Regions from separate parts of the Zea mays genome. Here regions 1 and 3 are each linked to region 2. Evidence: chromatin contacts called from public Hi-C data. All regions are on one chromosome and are shown on one strand. The core of a region is the stretch at or near the end of the contact, and the rest is flanking DNA. Distances in the headings are between cores, read along the strand shown.

Region 1 (2,700 bases), core at 156-2,655, 150 kb before region 2:
AAAGGAAGTGGTGGAAAATCAGCACGGAGGCCGCAGATCCAACTAGTATTGTACCTAACAAATTTTCAAGTTTAGGAACCTGTTTAGAGAACTATTGCAGATGCTCCTACATCCAGGAAATATTCCCTCCTTCCTAAATAAATCTAACTCCCGAAGTTGTTTCTAAGTTAAACTTTTCGAATTTGACTAAATTTATGTAAAAAAATATAACGGTACTTATGACATCAAATAATTTAATAAATTATGAAAATATATTCCATGGCGTATCTAATGATATTGATTTGGTGTCATGAATTTTTATGTTCTTTTCTATAAATTCGATTAAGCTCAAAAAAAAAGAATGACTTACGGCTCGAAAAAATAGTTTATTCAAGTTGGAGGGGTTTATGTTGGACCAGATGTTCAGAAATCCTAAATATTTCGTGTGCCAGTACTATCAAAGTTAAAAAAAAAATAAATGCCACCATCCCGCTTATATTTGTCAACTGTTCGAGCTTTCTTTAAAAGGTTAGCAAGGTTCGTCCTCGTCATCACGCATCCTCTGTCATCAGGGATGGCTATGGCTATTATTTATGCATCTCATCAGTCTCAGGATGTAGAGGCCAAGCATTATTGCGTTATTATAGTAGTATATATAGTAGTATATGTGAAAAGGAAACCAAAACCATGGTGTGCTCATAGAGAACTTATCACCGGCGACCAGCGTGCTGCATTGGTCGAAAGGTCAGCGGGATAGCTATAGCTTATCACAGTTGGCCACTAATGAATTGTCTAATCGCTGCCAGCTTCCATGTGATTAGCAAATGCCAAATTGTCAATGAATTACCGAACCTTCTCTGTTCTTAGTTCCATCGATTAATGGATAATCAATTGGATCGGACGTAGGTACGGTACGTACCGTCGAACATGGCGGGGAGCTGGAAGAGCATGCCGACCTTGCGGCGCAGGGCGAGGACGTCGAGGGCGCAGATGTCGGCGCCGTCGAGGAGCACGGCGCCGGGCGCGGGCTCCCAGAGGCGGTTGAGCGCGCGGAGCAGCGTGGACTTGCCGCTGCCGCTGGGGCCGATGACGCCCATGACGGCCCCGCGCGGCACGTCGAGGTGGACGCCGCGGAGGATCTCCTCGCCGGTCGCGTCCGCGCGGCGCCGCAGCCCGCGCACCCGTATCTTGGGCACCGCCGCCGCTCCGCCGCCGTCCACGTCCAGCAAGTGCTCCCGGAGACCATCTGCGCCATATGCATGTATAGCATCGTATCGTCACCGACCTGCAGGTAAATTGTGACAGTACGGCCTGGTCGATCGACCAGTTGAGCTTAATTATTGGGTTGTTGCATGCCCACCTGATGAAGCAGAGCCCATTACTGGAATGGAAGAGGACGTGCGAGGAAGAGGAGGGAGGGGATGGCCGGGTGCCGATCGTGCGTCCCCTCCCACTGTGAGCTGGTGATTGATATGTGTTCTTTGTTTGGTCGGTCTCGCACTCGCAGCCAGCCTTTCCGCGGGGCTTCAACTGAGGCGGGCGGCTTGTGGTGCGTGCGTTGCTTGACAACTCGGCGGCCAGAAGAGCGGCGGGATTCGGTGGCGGCTGGTCTCGGTGTCGGTCCGGTCCCACGCACCACGCCATGGCATGCCGCACGCAGCTTATCGGTGTACGTGTCGTCTCAGACTAGGCTAGAATGTAGCTAGAGACCTCTTCCTGTCCAGCTATCACGTTCTGTTTCTCTTTCCCCGTTGGAGTTGCCGCAAAATAGAGCCATAAATTATCAAAATTGGTCTTTATTAATATTACGTTTTGTCTGATTAGGAAGGCCCACGAGGTGTGGCCTTTATTGATTGATGAGGGATTAATTCCACACATCATCAAATACAAAAAGGGTTGTACGACGCTATAATATGACGCTTTAATATGCAGTTCTTTTGTAAAACAATTTGGAGCAGGCTAAGAACTTGAAATTCATCTTGATCTTATTTGAACAGATGTTAGGCCTAAAAATAAATTTTCAAACAAGTGAAGTTTATTATTTTGGGAAGCTAAAGTGAACAAAGAGATATATGTTGATATCTTTACAAGTCCTAACAGGCAACTGCCTATAAGATACCTCATGAGGACATCCTCCATTATTACCCGTTGACAAAGACATAATTGGTCAAGTTGGTCTAGTTCTAGTCGGACGGCGACCGTGTGAGCCTCAAAATTATCTCACCTCGCTTAACTTGTGAGAAGGAGAAGTTAAGTTCACATTTAATGTTGCTAAGTGTGACAAGATGTTTAATGGATTACTTAAGAGCGGTAACATTAAACCATCTCACATAATTTTCTCGATAGATGAATTGAAAAGGCGTGCTTATTGTAAATGACATAACTTCATTTCTCATACCACCAATGATTGCAATACTTTCCGTCGACAGATACAATCGACTATAAATGAAGGCCGATTGGGAATGCAAATTGACAGTCAGTCATTACCCATGAATACACTTGAGATGAACGACAAGGTCCTAATTCAGCTGGAAATGACGGATAAAGGCAAGGGCAAGAGCGTAGTCATTGGTGATCCTCACACACCAAATCCAGCACAAGGAGTGGCTACTTGGAAATCTTCAGACAAGAATGGAAATGTAAGGACCACTAGTAGGACCGAAGGCACGAGAGGAAGATAAAATAAGACAACAGCCAAGTTCTCCTAGCCAGCGTGCGTCG
Region 2 (2,775 bases), core at 20-2,519:
AACAACAATATGAACATCTCCATGGTTTCCACACGTGTGGAGATGAAACACCAATGACGTCGACGTGCTAGCACCGTGCGCGAAGCGGGAGGAAGGTCAACAACGTCTTGAGCACCCACAACTCTAGGAAAAGAGACGACGATGATGGTTCACATCAGTCCCTTTATATATTCAACACACGGTGTATGTTTAGAAAGACAAGGAGAATTTGATTGGTTTCTTCTTTGTTTTTGTTTTATATATATAGACTGAACCCCGATATTGAAGAAATGTCCGTTGTGGGTTTAACCTAACCTTCCTAATATCCAAACAAACTAGCGAAGTGCTACCATTTTTATTTATGCTTGAGTATGGAGTATAAAATCTAAAGATATATGGGTTCCGTTGGTTAGATGAGTATAAATGTAGATCAAAAAACGATAACCATTATTCGAATGCTCATTTACTCATAATTTATCTCCAAACCAAACATCCTAAAAAATTGGTTCAAACCCGACCGAATCATCGATCCGAACCCATGTGTAGAACGTCACTTCAGGCTTCATTAGAGTGGAAACTGGTAAAAGTTGATGCGCGGACTTGAAGGTCAGATCAGTGGTGTATTTTCAGCAGATATTTTGTTATCCGTTCGCTCTGCCTAGCTAGATAGTGGTGGGCAAGGTGCGGAAGCATGCTCATTGTTCGCTCTGCTGCTCTCTCTCATGTCGTCCGGCGAGTCGAAAGGGGAGCGGTGGTACGGTACGGAGCGCGCTCTGCCCGGGGAGGAGACAGCGGTGGCTTGGCTCCAGTAGATCTGGATGCGCCGGCACTGTGCAAGTACACGCCAATGATAGCCCACCATGGCCACTTGCTGAGCTGCCTTCTGCTCACCGTCAGCCGTCCGTGCCCCTGTTTCTCGCGCCTGTGTCGCCGATCCTCCATGGGCCACACCACACCGCACCAAACCAGCTCGGAACCTTGCTCGCCCTCGGCCGGCTTCTTCGCTCACCGCGGCTAGCGAGTAGTGAAACACCGGAACCCTACCTGATGGCAGACGCCTGAATGCCTGATGGATGGGGGCGGCGTGCTCATTGCTCGACAACAGTTCCGGCCGCTGTGGTGCAATAGTCTCGATTCGCGCGACGACGCCGGCCGGCCTTCCGTCAGGGCGGCGCGCGGCGGACGACATAAGTCTGTTCGGCGCGCGGGCACGCACTGCCTGTCCTGCATGGCGACATGGTGTAACTGTAACTGGAGAGAGTTACCGCGTGCGTCGACGACGAACGGAAGCAGCCAAGTAAAAGAGCTATAGCTAGCTACCTATACCTTGGGCCTGCTACTGCGTGCAACTGGACACGGTGTGGCGCAGTAGCGGCGGCTGGGGAAGATGATCAGCAGGCAGGCGCCGCGGCAGCGCGTGCGCGTGTGGATTGGTGCGACGGTGACGGACGGAACAGGTGAACGGCTTGTCGTTGTCGCCGCGCGGCGAGCGCCGAGCAAGAGGGAGAGCGCACGTTGATTACCTAAACTAACCAAAAGGCTATATAGATAATTTTCTGGCCTCGTCGATAAGTTCAGATAAAAAAGGACCATGACAGGAAGTTGGACTTTTCTTTGTGGTGGTGGTGGGGGGTGGGGACGTGGGGTGGGGGGTGGGGGGGGGGGGCCGGGGGGGTGGGGTTGGATTTTTCTCATAAATTTATGGGCACAGGGTTGACGGGCAGCCAGCGCAGAGTTGGCCCAGGTCTCGTTGTGACGGTGCTTCTTTCAACGGGCCAGGCCAGTGGACTGTCGAGGCCTGCTAGATAAAGAGGATAATACAGCCCAGCCCACACACGTGGCAAAGCGTCAAGGCACCGATTTCTGCCCACAAATACTGTTCGCACTTTGCAGCAACGCGTTGGCAAATGGGCCGGACTGCGACCCAATGCCGTCCTGCCCAGTGCACCGAATCGGGTTTGCAAGCAAAACCTACGGGCCAATGTTGCCATGGAATTTGAGAGAAGACGAAGAAAATGCTTTATTTTTTTGTTATTTCTGTTACGGCAACTCTAGTATTTTGGATAAGGTTTCTCATGTTTGGATCTAGAGGGGTGGTTTACTGGAGAGTGGAGTCCATCGACCTCGTAAAAAATCTGTAAATCCGTGAGGTAAATCACTGTTCAAACTCAAATGCAGCTGCATTATGTTTTACTTTGTTTTGCAGCATTGTGGCTCCACGGATAATTAATGGGCTATACACTCGCCGTCGCATGGACGACACGGCAATGACTTGCGTCAGGACTGCGAACGTTGCGAAGGTGGGTCAGCCGGTCAGAGACACACAGTTCAGAATAAAAATGGTGAAGCACTCCGGCGCTTCGTGCCGGCCTACGAGCTCGACAACATGTGCACTACTCTAATCTCTTTAGATCTAGATGTAAACGAACAAGCTTTGTATTGGATGAGGACACGGACGGGCCAGAATTCCTTCCCCCTGCAATGCACTACACAGCAGGCACCTAGCTAGCCTTTCCAATTCCAAATTCCCAATGCCGCACCCCGCATGGAAGTTGCCGGAAGGCAGGGCTCCCGTAGGCCGCTGGCGTGGTCACCGCGCACGGCAGATGCCTTGCGCCGTATGGGCAGGCCAGGGGCAGGGTATCTCGCGCTCGCGGTCCCGGCCGCTGCCGGGCTGCCCGCCTGTGCTGCTCTGCGCTCTTCTAGACGACCTGGTGGCCCGGTCCGGATGGCACGAGAGCGCAGCAGTGCGCCGCGCCTGGACAAGGCCGACAGGCGCCAGCAGTGATGTGCGAG
Region 3 (2,700 bases), core at 20-2,519, 240 kb before region 2:
ATGTATTCCTTCACCAAGATAGCTATTTTATGTTTTTTACACTTAAAATCTCAAATATTCTTTAAGATACGGGTCATTTATGTTGGTTGTGCATGCCGCTGTCTTCGTTGGTTTTAGTTGCTAATTCTGGATGAGCCGTGACAGATGGATCCTCCACCAGGTGTCAAGTAGTAACAACCGGACCTCACAGCTGCCCATGCCAAGTGCTCAGCTATTTGACAGGGTCTGTTTGCGAACATGAGGCTCTTCTGTTGCCCGGTTTTTTCTCATCTTTGCTGCTGCCTTCGTCTTCTCCTGTCCCTTCCCCTCCCCTCCTCCTCCTCCTCCTCCTCCCCGCTGCGCCACACGCCATTCCTGTCCATTTCCTGCTCACGAAGGTACGACGGGGTTTCTTCCGTGAATTGGGTGCGTTATTAGGTTCCTGGTACGTTGCTGTCGTTGTTTTGTTCTTGTTGCAGGGGAATTCGCTCGTCTATTATTTGCCCTGGAACGAGCCGCCTAGCCAGCCGAGCGAATTCGATGCGTTTGCCACATGCTATGTGATTTGGGTGCCTAGCTTATTCATCAGATCTATCGAATTCAGTTCTCCTCCCCCCCGTCACGTAACTGAAAGAATCTCATACATATTTGATATTCGTCTATTTAAATGCTAGTATTCCCCCCCCCACCCCCCCCCCCCCCCCCCCCCCACCAAAAAAAACAAATTAAATCTTTGCATTTGAGTGACATGTTCTGACCGTGTTAGATCATCTCTCCGATAAGGAGCTTTCAAATAGACTCCTAAAAACTGAAATACGACTGCATTTAAAGTGTTTAACAACTTTTTTTTACTTCAATAGTTAGACCTTAAATGATGTTATTTAGAAAACAAATCATGTTATTATAAAATAATTTGTTCAAGATTAAAGAGAAAACGATGATAGAGCTCCAATATATGGGTAAGGACTTGAGAGATCGATCTCTGTGATCGTTTTATGAATTTTTTTTTATGAAAAATGATCGCTGTCGGAGGATATTTTATAGTTTCGACACCTATATTTAAAAATAAAGCCTCGTTTAGAGTTCCTCTTGGAGATGCACTTAATTGTTGTATAAGACCTTGTTCGGTTAATCCCGTTACCAATGGATTGGATGAGATTGGAAAAATTTAAGAATAAGCTTGACTTGATTGAGACTTCAAATCATTCAACCCCGCTCAATCCACATGTATCGAGAGCTAATCGAACAAACCCTAAGGCCTTGTTCGTTTGTGTCGGATTAGTGGGTCGGAACGATTCCTAACCGGATTGGTTCTCTAATTTATATAAACTTTGATTAGCTGGAACGATTCCAGATACAATCCGACACAAATGAACAAGGCCTAAATGGGAATGGAACCAAAATATTTTTTTTGGGGTTAAAAAGAGAAAATCATCAATTGTCATTACAACGTGCCAGGAGTGTTTGTCACAGAGACACAGCCACACATGCGTCATCAGAGAAGAGAGAAAAATACGCCAAAAAAAAAAATGCAACCATGGCATGCATGTTGCCTACAAACATCTCGTGGTCAACCAGATATGACTCGGTGTCTTGAGAAAATTACAAATCTCTCGAATCACGGCTCGTTCTGCCTACCGGCAAAACAAACAATTGACAAATCTCTCTGTCTCTGATGCAGCGGAAGCCGCCCATGGCCACGCGGCCGTCGCTGCGGTCGAGCGACGGCGCGCGCCCAAGAAGCAAGAGCGGGGCCGGCAGGCCCCCGTCCAGCTCGCGCAGCCCCGGCCCGTCGCGCCCGTCCTCCGCGGCGGCGGCCGACAAGCCGGTGCCGTCCTTCCTCCGCCCCACCGTTAGCTCGTCCATGCACAGCTCCTCGTCGTCCTCCTCTCTGCCGTTGCCCTGCGCCTCCTCCTCATCCGCCGCAGGCTCCAAGGGCGCCGCCGCCGCTACGGCGAGGCGGTCCGCCGACAAGGCCCCGGCGCGGCCGGTGGGCGCGCCGCGGCCGATCACGCCCAAGGACAGGGCCTCCGCGCAGCCTGTGGGCGCGCCGCGGCCGATCACACCTAAGGACAGGGCCTCGGCGCAGCCGGTGGGCGCGCCGCGGCCGATCACGCTTAAGGACAAGGCCCCGGCGCAGCCGGTGGGCGTGCCGCGGCCGGCCAAGGCCAAAGCGCCGGCTTCCGCGTCGCTGTGGGGCGCGGTGTCGCCGAGGCAGTTGATGCAGAGGGCGTCCAACGCGTTCAAGGCTAGCAGTAGGTCCCGCAGCAAGAAGGGCAAGGAGGAGGCCGCGGCATCAGCGTCGTCCGGCGGCAAGGGCGGCGCTGGTGCTTCCGCCAGGGCCAAAGGCCAGACGTCGAGAGCGCAGCACCAGCAGCAGCAGCCGGAGACGCCCGCCGAGCCGTCGCCTGCCGTGACTCCCTTGGAACTGGAAGCGGAGGAGCCTGTCCTGTTGGAGTCCGACGCTGCAGGCCAGAATGGACAGGACGTCGCGACGTCGCAGGAGGCTGCCAGCACTGACATCACGACTGTGGCGGTGAGGTGTCAAGAGGAGCAGGTCGGCGCAGGGCAGCCGAAGGAAAAAGCGGAGGCGGAGATGTCGGATTTGCAAGAGGAGAGGCCGCAGAGCAGCGAGGTCGTGGAGACAGAAACGGGGGCCCATGAGCGCACGGACGATGGCTCACCGGCCGTCGTTGGAGAAGCAGCAGCAACACCTGAGGG

The links. Hi-C and Micro-C count contacts between places; a contact is called where the count stands out from the background.
Region 1: a Hi-C map of ear shows a contact between it and region 2, with 8 times the contacts expected there. The contact joins the promoter of LOC100286314 here to the enhancer-like site in region 2. A contact is called at or near these places in 12 of 25 Hi-C or Micro-C datasets (bundle sheath, ear, endosperm and 5 more) and 1 of 3 datasets of contacts at active chromatin or transcription factors (leaf).
Region 3: a contact with region 2 is called in a Hi-C map of bundle sheath, with 2.8 times the contacts expected there. The contact joins the promoter of LOC103626371 here to the enhancer-like site in region 2. A contact is called at or near these places in 8 of 25 Hi-C or Micro-C datasets (bundle sheath, ear, endosperm and 3 more).

What each region holds. Positions count from the first base shown.
Region 1 is chr5:55,378,456-55,381,155 of Zm-B73-REFERENCE-NAM-5.0, forward strand. LOC100286314 (phosphate import ATP-binding protein pstB 1) reads right to left here and starts at 1,406. Exons shown (of 4, transcript NM_001349640.1): 1 at 1,340-1,406; 2 at 899-1,225. The coding sequence starts at 1,358.
Region 2 is chr5:55,533,237-55,536,011 of Zm-B73-REFERENCE-NAM-5.0, forward strand. No RefSeq gene overlaps it. Among protein-coding and RNA genes, the nearest start is that of LOC103626372, 150 kb to the left of the region's middle. Within about 2 kb of position 1,270, at least 19 of the 20 cell types and tissues checked have an H3K27ac peak or open chromatin away from gene starts, as enhancers often do. A contact at or near this core is called in bundle sheath, ear, endosperm and 4 more, where this site is marked.
Region 3 is chr5:55,295,603-55,298,302 of Zm-B73-REFERENCE-NAM-5.0, forward strand. It overlaps LOC103626371 (RNA polymerase II degradation factor 1), which reads left to right and starts at 1,270. Exons shown (of 1, transcript XM_020537989.2): 1 at 1,270-2,700. The coding sequence starts at 1,655.